Linked DNA regions of Mus musculus: regions 1, 2 and 4 are each linked to region 3. The links are chromatin contacts, called in public Hi-C and HiChIP or PLAC-seq maps. All regions are on one chromosome and are shown on one strand. The core of a region is the stretch at or near the end of the contact, and the rest is flanking DNA. Distances in the headings are between cores, read along the strand shown. Region 1 has its middle 150 kb from the start of Gm34768. Region 2 holds the start of Pter (phosphotriesterase related). Region 3 holds the start of Mindy3 (MINDY lysine 48 deubiquitinase 3). Region 4 has its middle 120 kb from the start of Gm34768.

Region 1 (2,743 bases), core at 28-2,527, 370 kb after region 3:
CTGGGTTAGAGTCTGCAGTAGTATGATTGCTCTCAGCCTGTCCTGGCTCCCAGACCATATCCTTCTTCAGAGGTATCCCTCTACATGGATATGCTCATATCATCGGCCTCATCTTCACCTGTCAAACTCATCTTAGTGTCTACTTTTTCCAGGACTCAGACTATCCTAGCCTGGTGGCCCTTCTGTGAAACACAACTGTGGCTGGAGAGATGTAGAGGACTCCCTGGTGACAGGCCCTCAGCTGGTCTGAACACCAGGCATGTACTTTCTTTTCTAGTCCAAAAGGGCAATGCTTTGATGCTTTTAGACACACATATTGAGAGAGAGAGAGAGAGAAAGAGAGAGAGAGAGAGAAAGAGAGAGAGAGAGAGAGATGCAGACAGACAGAGACATAAACACACACACAGATGGGGAGAGGTGGGAGAGAAAGACAGAAAAAAGGGGGAGAGACATTCAGAGACAGAAAGAGAAGGAGAGAGAGAGATGAAGATGGGTTGGGGGACTTCTTGCTTCAATTTCTGTTAAATTTGTCCCAGTTTCTCCCCTGCCTCCAGCCATGTGTGCATCTTCAGCACCTGACCTGGTACATACTTCAGTACAGATTATAAACTTCATACTTCATTTTTGTCCTCTATAAAAGAAAAAGTTTCCTGTGAGATTTCAAGTATAATTAATCCCTTTCTTTTCAATGTGACCCTCCTCCCCAATGGCTAGGGAACCTTTTCACGCTGTTTTTAACTCTCTCTTGGGTTTCTGTCCCTATTCCACGGGAGGTTTGTCAGTCTTTCTCCACCTCAATAACTCCTTTGAAAGTAGCAGTGAGTCAGCCTGGTTGCTGACTCTTCTGCCGACCTCATCCTTGTTAAAGATGTTTGAAATCCAAATGTTCCCCTGCTGGACTATGAAGGATCTCTCTGCTGCAAGCTAAAGGAAGGTGGGCCTGCAAATACAAATTCAGAATTTCTAAGTGGAAATTTCAAAAAATTCAGGAAGAAAAATAAACAACTCTCCCTGGAAGAAGGCCCTCTCTTTGATGACCTTTGCTGATCCAGGAACTCCTTGGGGGGTCCTTTCCACCTCTGGACATAGGGCAGAATCCTGGGGAGGGTCACTGCCCCAGATGTGGCTGGCGCCTCCTTTTGTCCCCTAAGCTACACACACACACACACACACACACACACACACACACACACACACGCACACGTCTTATTTTATCTTCCTGGTGATGTAAGCTTTGGCACTGACTCATGGTCCTTGTGGAGGTTTGCGTGAGTAACTGAGCCAAAACCCTTATAGAGAGATGCACAGAGTGATTCGGAGAGCCCCTGAATATGTGCAAACAGTACCTGCCATTGTTTTCTGCCATTTGATTTTTTTAACTCTTCCTCCTGTTTCCTTGCCTAAGGCAGCAAAGCTGTCTCCAAACGCTATACTAGGAATTCTCGGGTTGTAGCCAACAGGAAGAACCAGAGGCCCAATGCCACATCTCACAAAGCACTGGCCCAGGCCTGGTGGGACAAGAGAAGACCTCACTCCTCCTGCTGTAACTGTGATTCCCAAGCTATCCAGTAGATCTGGCCAACAACTATCAGGGCACCACATCAGCTCAGAGTCCAGTCCCTGCTTTAGCAGAAATGACTAAAATAGAAGGCTTTTCTAGACAAACAAATAACAGATTTTTTTTTTCTACTGCTTGTTCCTGTTTCTATTTTACTGTCCTTGGGGAATGTAGAAAAAGCAAATATTATCTATAGCGATTTCCTCTTATTAGTGACCACATGCAGGAGGCTTTATGTCCCCAAAGAATTTGTGACCTTTCCCAAGAAGACTTTCTCTAATATCCTCTCTCCAGTTATTTATTGTGACACTTCCAAAATAAACAACCATACAACCAGACACAGCCTGGATAGAGATGCCTGGAGTGAGGAGGGACTGCTTTCTAGCCATCTGCATAGAGAAATGGAATGATACCTTAGTCTGCTGAACTCAGTTGAGTTTTTCCAGTCACCCTTAAAGGCTGCAAGACCACGGGTTCCCCAGCTTCCTGTTCCAACTAAGAGGCAGCCACTTTGAGAGACAGATATCCCCATCCCTAAATGTAAATCTCTTGTGGCTATCCACAGGGTTCATGCAGCATTCAGGCAAGGTCTGGGATTTACATAGTGTGTTGAAACTAAGCCTTCAACAATTGTTCATCAAGTTTAATCTTAGCTTACAAATAGCCCTGCTAAGAGGTAAGGAATTCTGTCCTTCTTGGTATAGATACAAACCCTTCCATCTAAAAGCATGCTTTCTAAATCTAAACTCCACTGCAGATGTCCTAAAATGGAAGAAATCAAGCAATGAGATGTAATGGAAGACATAATTAATTGTCCTAGAGCTAGTGACCAAAATCACAATGAAGCAGGTCAGTCCTTGAAGACTTGAGTAATCCCTGAGTGACAGAAGAGAAACAAGAGCAGCCCACCACCCCGCCACATTTGAGGGTTTAGACACATCTTACTGTGTACCCTAGAGATGTCTCCCAAAAGCTTTGATATCTCCAGAGACAACTTCAGAAAGGAATGATGACTTTGTAGGTGAACCTTGTATGAAGCTACCTGCATCCCCGAGAAATCACTAAAGCTAAATTCTCTAACCTGAACAATGCAATGAGCCCAAGAGGCCCAGTGGCACACAAAATAGGAGTGGAGTTATTGCACCAACCACTTCATCACTTCTACTTCATGTCACATGAGATGAA
Region 2 (2,700 bases), core at 36-2,535, 500 kb before region 3:
TTTAGAGTTTAGGTAAATTTCAAAAAATAAGTACTTGGACATCCCTAGGATTCAGGAACCAGGAACAGAAATAAAATCTGTTTCCTCTTTGACTCCAAAACTACATATACTATGTTTCAGTTACTTTGATAATTTTAAAGTAACATCCAGCCTCCATAAATAAAATCATAATTTCATAAAGACACACTAGCAGAATCTGGTGTTCAAATTATCCTTTTGAAAATTGTCATCTGACTGATTGATAGTCAGAAATAGTCTGATCTTTTTCTTTTCGGTGCGCACTGCGATTCTCTCTCTTTCTCTCTCTCTTTCCCCCTCTCCCTCCTTGTCTCCTCTCTTCTTCCCTTTCCTTTTTCTTTTCTTTCTTTTTTTTTTTTTTTTGGCGTGAATTCATTATTTATAGAATGGCACCAGGCCTCAAGGATACTGTTGGACATCCATCCATCCCTTCTGTCTATGTAAACTAAAATGGAATGGTCCAAGTGGTTGTCTAGTCCCCGGGACCACTCATTCTTTCTTTGTCGCAACGAAAGCAGTATCCTTGAGTACAAAAAGTAAACGCTTGTTAGTCACTCCATGTCGGAGGAGATTTGAAGATGTCTGCCCTGGCAGGTATCACTATATCTAAGGCATCTTTACAGCCACCACTCAGAATCAGGGCGTATAAACTTTGCTCAGATATCTAAGGAGTCACATTTAAGTGTTGCAATACAGCTACAAGAAGGTAAACAATCCAGGAGAAAGTGGATTCTGCTGTTGAAGTTTGTTAAAGAAACCGGAGCAGGGAACAGATGCCTCCACCTTCCATTTCAGCCCATGTAGGGAGAGCAAAGCTACTGCAACAGGTCCCTAGAGTTCAGCAGTCAGACAGAACCGAGCAAGTACAGCACGGGACCTGCTCAGGGCCTCGAGCTTTCAAATCAGACTTTGGGAGACCTGAGGTTGGGGGAAGGTCAGCGCCCTCTGAGCCCAAGTCAGTTCTCCAAGGCTCCTGAAGCCAGGCCCCATGGTCTTTGCAACTCCGGGACCTCCAGAGAAAGGTGGCAGGGCCGCTTCCCCTTTCCCAGGGTGCCGCTCCACGTGGCTGCTTGCAGGACAAGCCCTGAGTTCCAGGCCTAAGTCCTCACCTTTCCTACCAGGTCCACAGCTACTTAACCAGCTCCGGGGCTTCCTTCATTCCGCGCTGTGCGCCGCCTTCTCCCCCTGGGAACTTGACTTGAGCTAGGTCGGCTTCCCCTCCCTTTGGGAAGTTGTCTCTCTCTTCCACCCCCACCCCCACCGCATCATCGCCTCACCCTGCCGCCGTCCCCTCCCTCCGATCCTCCCACTTTGCATGTCCACTAGCCTTTTCCCCGCCCACTGACCCTAAGTCACTCCCACTCAGATTTAAAACCACTCCCTGTGAGCCCGCGCCAGCTCTGAAACCCCGCCCATTAGGTTTCTGCTCTGACAGGGAGGATTTTAAGTCCAGGCTGAACTCCCACCAGCTGGAGGCCCTACTCAGGAGCAAGCCTGAAGTTTGCAGCTAAACTGCTCTCAGAGGCTGAGTTAAGAGCCCACCCAGTCTACATCCTAATTATCCCATTTCTCTTTGGCTCAGCTGATGTGAAATCCCCAAGGAGAAAGTAAGCTACTGGATTTTGCCCAGGTCTCAATTACAGACTCCTTGAGTAATTTTTTTTTCCTGTGTCCTCCAAGACAAGCACTGCCAATTTGATGTCATGCTGCGTTTTGTATCCCTATGATTAACACAGGGAATTCTGGCTTTCTCTCTTTTGTTGATTGTTTTGTTTTGGTTTTTTTTTTTCGTTTTCCTGGACCTGCTTGCTGCATTTAAAACTTGAGTGCTGTACTAGACCACATGAAGCAGCCCTACTACTTGGCATCACTGAACCAAGCTCAGTCAATATGCACTAGTCTGCAAATCATGGTCTTAGGAGCCGCTGTCACCATACAAAGTCTTACCTGTCTGCATTGAACTCCCATTTCATTTTAATCTGAAATCCGAGGAAGAGGAAGAACTTAGAGCAGTCATTTCTAAGGAAGACAGGTTTAGAGCTAAGAATCAATGGCTTATGAAGGCAGTTCTGTTACACTTGGAAACCAACCTGTTTCTGCTTAACGTTTAAAAATAGAGTTTTACTTGTTTAAAGGTTGTTACATTGTATTGTGTGTAGGTGAAAACGGTTTTCCTCGGAATTTCTTTCACTATATGGGTTCTGGGATGGAATTCAGATGGGCAAATCACCTTTATCTGCGAAGCCAGTCTGCAGGCAGTTTTTCTCTGATTACAGACAAGGAAACAGACTTAGAGAAGGCTCTTCAAGTTCTAGGCCAGGACTAAACTGCAGTTTAGTTTATATCAACCATGGTACCATATCTTCTTAGGGAGCTTTGATTGGAAGGCAGAAAATACTTTTATTTAAGTCAGAAGGAAAGAAAGAAGGAAAGTTACACAGTTCCCTTCTCTTTCTTTCCTCGATTACTTCTCTTTTTAAGCAATGCTACAGTAGGAGAAGCCCTTGATAAGGGGGTTAGTAAGGGGCAGATATTGAGAAAAATTTAGCTAGGTAAATCCTAGAATAAACATAGGGTCTCAAACTAAGAGAGGGGGAGAATAAATGTGGAAGTTAGGAAGAGCAGAATGCCCTCCCATGAGTAAGTCTTGCCTTTGCGTCCTGGGAGACTTGAATATTGTTC
Region 3 (2,700 bases), core at 118-2,617:
CTGGGATTAAAGGTGTGTGCCATCATGCCTGGCATGAATGTAATTTTTTAAAAAATAATATAGAGAATACAAGAGACATTTTTAAAAACTCATGAGGAAGGCCGTGGTCACAACAGGTATTTTTAGCAATCCCCTGGTACTACAGGGAAGAATGCTTTAAAAAAACTATACATTAGGAAACCCTTGTTTTCAAACTGGGTGATTTAAAATGAGTTCATTTATCTTAACTAGTTAACGTGGAACAAGATAAGATATCTGTATTTTGAAATCAGCAAACTATGTGTCTTGAAAAATTACTATATTAAATAGCAAGGTGCCTAAAATGTGAGTCATTGGTGTTGCATCAAATTGCCACAAAATATCTTAATGAATAAAATATCCCTTGTTTTGTGAATATATTCCATATGCCAGAAAGGACCTGGATCCTTTTACACATTTTTTTTCTTTTATACCTCACAATATGTGTAATGGTGATAAGTGTATGGCAATTACTAATTTAGGGAACAACAATCAAAGGTGGAGTGAAGCTAACTTGATATTCAGCATGGAAGAGTCTGGGGTTTTCATGACTCAGAGTCCGACTTCCAAATAAGTATGAAATACTGCATTCCAGAAACAAATAAGCAAACAAACACCCCAATGTCCACAAACTTTTATAATGCACATTTGCCCTTTCCATTCCTAATTGTCAAAGCCAACCAATGAAAATTCTTTTTTAAATGCCACAAATAGTTTTCATACTAAGTATAATGGAATGTTAATCCTTGAATAAAACCTGGGTCTTTAATCCCAAGTACTGCCAACATAGGGGCCTTAAAATTTCGATATGAAATCTGTGCTATTTATCAATTGGTTGGTTTAGGTCAGCTTAGCCCCAGTTAGCTTTGTAATGTGTTATACCTGTAGAGGTATTTTAAATACACAAATGCATTTACAGGTGTAACTAGCTAATGACTTGGTTGGATTTTTTTTTTTTTAAGGTTTATCAAGAGACTGAGGAAGGCAACTTTCAACTCAAGGGTATAGCCCATCCTCTTATAATTCTAGCTTACATAATATTCTAGATTTCAAGGACCAGGTAACAGCAAAAGCCTCAAAGCCTGCTACAAAAGTAGAGCAGAAATCAATTTTTTAAAAAAGGTTAAGAAAAAAAGTAGAGCAGAGTCCAGGAGAGGAGGTCTCAGCCCCCTGGTAGGGCAGTGCAAAAGTCAATAGTCCAACTATCCCCAAACAGGACAGCTCCCAAAAAAAGCCAAAGTCTCCTAGCGTTTAGAGACTCTCTCTCCACTTCTGCTTCCGGGGAAGAGATTTTTTTTTTTTCTCCCAGCCCTCCGCGGGGGCGGGGCTAAAGGAAGCCGGAAGTCAGGCCGCTTCCGGCAGGGGAAACTCCTAGTTGCCGCTTCGCCCGGCTTGACAGGCGGTCTGTGCCGGCAGTGTGCTGCCCTCACCCATCTCGACCTCCCGTTCGCGTCCGACCGCTGCCGTCCCGCTGCCCTTTTCTCGAGCCTCCCCTTCCCTATGTTCCGGGACCGGAGTCCGAGAAGCAAAGACCCACTTCTTGTCCAGTTCCCATCATGTCCGAAGTGACCAAAGAGCTGCTGGAGCTGGTGTGGGGCACCAAGAGCAGTCCCGGACTGTCGGACACCATCTTCTGCCGCTGGACGCAAGGTACCAAGGCAGGGCTCCGTTCCAGCCGCTCAGCTTGGGCTCCGGGAGTCGGGCCAGGACGCCTCTTTCGGTCCCATTACCCCCGCTCCACCATCTCGCCCCGACCCCATCACCTCGGGTACCTGGCGCTTGGCCCCAATGCCCATTCTTCACCAGTACCCGTGCTTGGTCCCAGTAACCACGCTTTAGGCACTCGGGGCACCCGCGTTCTGTCCCAGTAGCTCCAGCCCCTCCGGTCCCCTCACTCCTTCCCTGTGCTCGCGCTTAGTATCCCGGCTTCAGTCCCTCTAGTATCCGCACTCTTTCCCCGTACCAGCCCTTGGTCCCAGTACCCCAGCTGCGGCTGCTCGGCTTCCCGCACTCGCTTTCTTTCCCTGTACCGGCGCTTGGTACTAGTACAACTCTAATCTTCCGGTACTCGCACTCTTTCCTACAGAGTTTGATCCCAGTACCCCTGCTCTGACCACTTTCGGGACTCTGCGCTCAGTTCTAGATCCCGGACTTGATTCCAATAACCCGGCTCAGACACCTCGGGTACTCTGTGTTAGGTTCTATTGCCATTGCTCTGGCCTGTTGGATACCCAGAGCTAGTACCCCTGCTCCAATTAGTGGTTCTCAGCCATCCTAATGTTGTGACCCTTTTATGCAGCTCCTCATGTTGTGGTAACCCCTAATTATAAAAGTATTTTGTATAAAAGTACTTCATAACTGTAATTTTGCTACGGTTACGTAGTAATATAAATATCTAATATGCGACTCCCAGGGGGTCGCGACCCACAGGTTGAGAACCATTGCTCTAAATGGCTTTTGATGAGGAAGAGTTTGAGTGAGAGAGTGTTTACCAAAGAACGCAAGTGCCTCTGCCACTCTGGGCTAACCTGCTGCAGGAGTGAAAGGGGAGGGGCCCTGGGACTGCAATGTGTGATACAAAGAGGGTGCCACTGTTAAGATCATTACATCTCCAGCCTTCGAGTGAGCTTTAAGTTATCGTCAGTGTTTGGAATGTTTTTTGGATGGGTGGTGGGAGGGTGG
Region 4 (2,700 bases), core at 54-2,553, 400 kb after region 3:
AGGACAGGAAAGACGGACAAGAATGTAGGAGAAATGCATGTGTATGGGCAAATATGGTAGACCAGATGTAAATCACATCTGACTTTAAATAATGCACCGGGCACCAGTATAGAAAATACCAGTTCACCTACTAGAATGTTGCAGATATTCTTCCAGACTTGATGTAATAGTTAAGCTAAAATTAAATAAGAATTTGAAAGCATTATAAGGTTCTTAAGAAAGATAGCACGCACAACTATACTGAAAATCTAAGCGTAATGATTTTATATATGTATTTTAGGATTTTCTGTCTGGAAAGTTGGGGAGTGGAGGTATTTATTATTTTCTTTATATTATCTAGTAATTTATAGTTAGGAGTAAATATACACTATTGAAAAAGGAAATGGAACTAACACTGTTAAGAAAACTGTTGTAGACATTTGCTTCTTAATTTGATCCCACACTGTAAGACACTTGAGAGCAAACAATATATTTACAGGAAGCTCATGAAATACTATGATGTTTTATATATTTATGTGAGGTACATAAAATATCCTAGGGTTTTACATATTTATTATGTCTAAGAATAAGGATCTTAGAAAGCCTATCAGCACTGAGTCTAAGGTCTAGCTTGGGATGGATGCATCAAGCCTGCACAGTATATCCCCATGGCAACAAGCACCCTCCAAAGAAGACCCCCAGAGTCTGGCAATTGTGGTTTGATGGCTATGTCACAGAGGCAACAAGCTTAGCAGCCTGACCTGATTCATCCTCTAATGAACAGATGGCTCACCGATGGCCAGAGCAGGAACTTTGAGTGCACACGTAGATGACTTCAGTTCCACTTTCTAGAAAGAAAAAAAGGCTTACAGTGACACTTCACTCCCGGAGACAGGCAGATACTTTCCCAATGGTCTTCATAAGGTTATGCTCTCAAAACAAGACACAAGGCAGCTGTTTGGGACACTGCCCTATCTACAGCGTCTCCCTGCTACACTCTGTTGGTGTTGGCACTAGGAAGTATCACAGGAGAATTCAGTTATCATAACACTGGGAAGACAGGGGACTAGGAAACAGCACCAGGAGGAAAGCCAACTCCTTTGATTTCTGGCCACCCTTGCCCTGGCTGTCACAGAATCTCCTAGCAGGCTGTGAATGCTGCCTGATATCGTTTCGGGCCCCAGGGCTTGATGATGCTTTGGGATTTTCAATCCTTTCAAGCATGTCTTGATGTCTTCCACTTTATACACTTCTGACCCTCTCTGCTCCATGACTTACTCGCTCATCTGCTGAAGATGCTCCTTCAACTTCCTTTAAAATAAATATGACCTCCCCTCACTCCGGCCCCCTTCTTCCTTCCAGGATGTGGCTGGCTGCCAGCAAGTCAAGGGTTGAGATCAAAGGGAAGTCACTGCTAAGCAAGGGAAAACACACATTGTCAGCTGCGGTCTTCCAGACAATGTGACTCACAAGAAGGGGTGACACAGAAAAAGGGGAGAGTAAAGACTTAGGATCGCTTCCCACCTCTTAGTCGTGATTGAATGAGGCTGGCCTGCTAACAGAAGGAAGGAAGCCATGTTCGTTGAGATTTATGACCAGAGTCTAGTGTTGCCTGCTGGAAATGTACTAAACACTGGACATAAATCTCTAACTTGGAGATCCCTGTTTCTTCTTGAGAAACTAAATCTCATCAACTAGACAGTATTTCCTTATCACACCTCGGCCCCAAAACAAAGGCGCAAAATGTCACCCAAAGTGATCTTTGCAGAGCCACTGAGATTCCTAATGCCCTGTTTAGTTGACTGCAGAATTTCTCACACTCTGCAGAGGTACCGCATGCCAAGGTTTTCTAAGTTGCAAGCCCCTTACTTTGATAAGCTGGGCAGCTAAGTCTACCATGGGGAAACAAGTGTCAGAAGGACTTTCTATGCTCTGTATCTGAGGCAAGACAAAGTTTTCCCTTCCCCTCAGGCTTCTTCAGAGAGTCGTTGTACACAACCTAGGATGTGTAATATGTGCATTTTAAAAAGAATTTTAAATTCTATTTTTAAGTAACAGGGTTTTTAAAAAAAGGAAATACATATAAAGAAACCAATAAAAATTATCTACGTCCACTCAAAAATTTCATGTCTACTAAAAGAATCCACATTTAAGAAATCACAAAAAAAGTCAGGCATGTGACCTGGAATAATAACCCCAGTGCTGGTGAGATGGACAAGCTGACCCCTGGTGCTCTCTGACCAATCACTCTAGCCTAACTAATACTTTTCCACAGTGGTGGTAACCCATAGTACATAGAGCTGGACCACTGCTCAGTCCAACTAGTACTTTATTTCATTTCTTTGAGATAAGACCTCTCTATCCCAAGCTGGTCTTGACCTCTTTATGTGGCCCAGGGTGGCCACCAACTCTCAATCCTCACACTTCAGCCTCCCAAGAGCTGGGGCTATAAGTATACATTATCATGCCTTGTTCTAACAAATGGTATTATTGTTGACTTTTAAAATCTTATTTTAATAAAATAATTTAAAACAATTAATTGACATTTTGTAGTAACTATTTTAAAATATGACAAATCAACAACTTTAAAATTAAAATATAAAAACCTTCTAAGAATGTAATGGTAGACAAGCGAGGAAGGCTTCTCACTGCTATGTAATTGGTGGAGAAATATCATACTGATCAAGAAATATCCATACTGATCAAGAACGGGCACCTGAG

What was found. Hi-C and Micro-C count contacts between places; a contact is called where the count stands out from the background. HiChIP or PLAC-seq counts read pairs in DNA pulled down with a chosen protein or histone mark.
Region 1: a Hi-C map of bone marrow-derived macrophages shows a contact between it and region 3, with 20 read pairs. The contact joins the enhancer-like site here to the promoter of Mindy3 in region 3. A contact is called at or near these places in 3 of 39 promoter capture datasets (the 3T3-L1 cell line and frontonasal cranial neural crest), 2 of 484 Hi-C or Micro-C datasets (bone marrow-derived macrophages and cortical neurons), 4 of 115 datasets of contacts at active chromatin or transcription factors (bone marrow-derived macrophages, embryonic midbrain, embryonic stem cells and 1 more) and 1 of 9 other capture datasets (pancreatic islet).
Region 2: a contact with region 3 is called in an H3K27ac HiChIP or PLAC-seq map of extraembryonic endoderm stem cells, with 4 times the contacts expected there. The contact joins the promoter of Pter here to the promoter of Mindy3 in region 3. A contact is called at or near these places in 2 of 39 promoter capture datasets (cranial neural crest and liver), 1 of 15 datasets of contacts at CTCF or cohesin (the NIH/3T3 cell line) and 1 of 115 datasets of contacts at active chromatin or transcription factors (extraembryonic endoderm stem cells).
Region 4: an H3K4me3 HiChIP or PLAC-seq map of bone marrow-derived macrophages shows a contact between it and region 3, with 3 times the contacts expected there. The contact joins the enhancer-like site here to the promoter of Mindy3 in region 3. A contact is called at or near these places in 6 of 39 promoter capture datasets (the 3T3-L1 cell line, 3T3-L1-derived adipocytes, cranial neural crest and 3 more), 1 of 484 Hi-C or Micro-C datasets (bone marrow-derived macrophages), 11 of 115 datasets of contacts at active chromatin or transcription factors (bone marrow-derived macrophages, cardiomyocytes, embryonic forebrain and 6 more) and 2 of 9 other capture datasets (adipose tissue and liver).

What each region holds. Positions count from the first base shown.
Region 1 is chr2:12,052,420-12,055,162 of GRCm38.p6, reverse strand. No RefSeq gene overlaps it. Among named protein-coding and RNA genes, the nearest start is that of Gm34768, 150 kb to the right of the region's middle. Within about 2 kb of position 1,277, at least 46 of the 459 cell types and tissues checked have an H3K27ac peak or open chromatin away from gene starts, as enhancers often do. A contact at or near this core is called in bone marrow-derived macrophages, where this site is marked.
Region 2 is chr2:12,922,626-12,925,325 of GRCm38.p6, reverse strand. Pter (phosphotriesterase related) reads right to left here and starts at 1,285. Exons shown (of 6, transcript NM_001305437.1): 1 at 1,128-1,285.
Region 3 is chr2:12,418,127-12,420,826 of GRCm38.p6, reverse strand. It overlaps Mindy3 (MINDY lysine 48 deubiquitinase 3), which reads left to right and starts at 1,367. Exons shown (of 15, transcript NM_024185.4): 1 at 1,367-1,668. The coding sequence starts at 1,575.
Region 4 is chr2:12,022,269-12,024,968 of GRCm38.p6, reverse strand. No RefSeq gene overlaps it. Among named protein-coding and RNA genes, the nearest start is that of Gm34768, 120 kb to the right of the region's middle. Within about 2 kb of position 1,303, at least 22 of the 459 cell types and tissues checked have an H3K27ac peak or open chromatin away from gene starts, as enhancers often do. A contact at or near this core is called in adipose tissue, bone marrow-derived macrophages and liver, where this site is marked.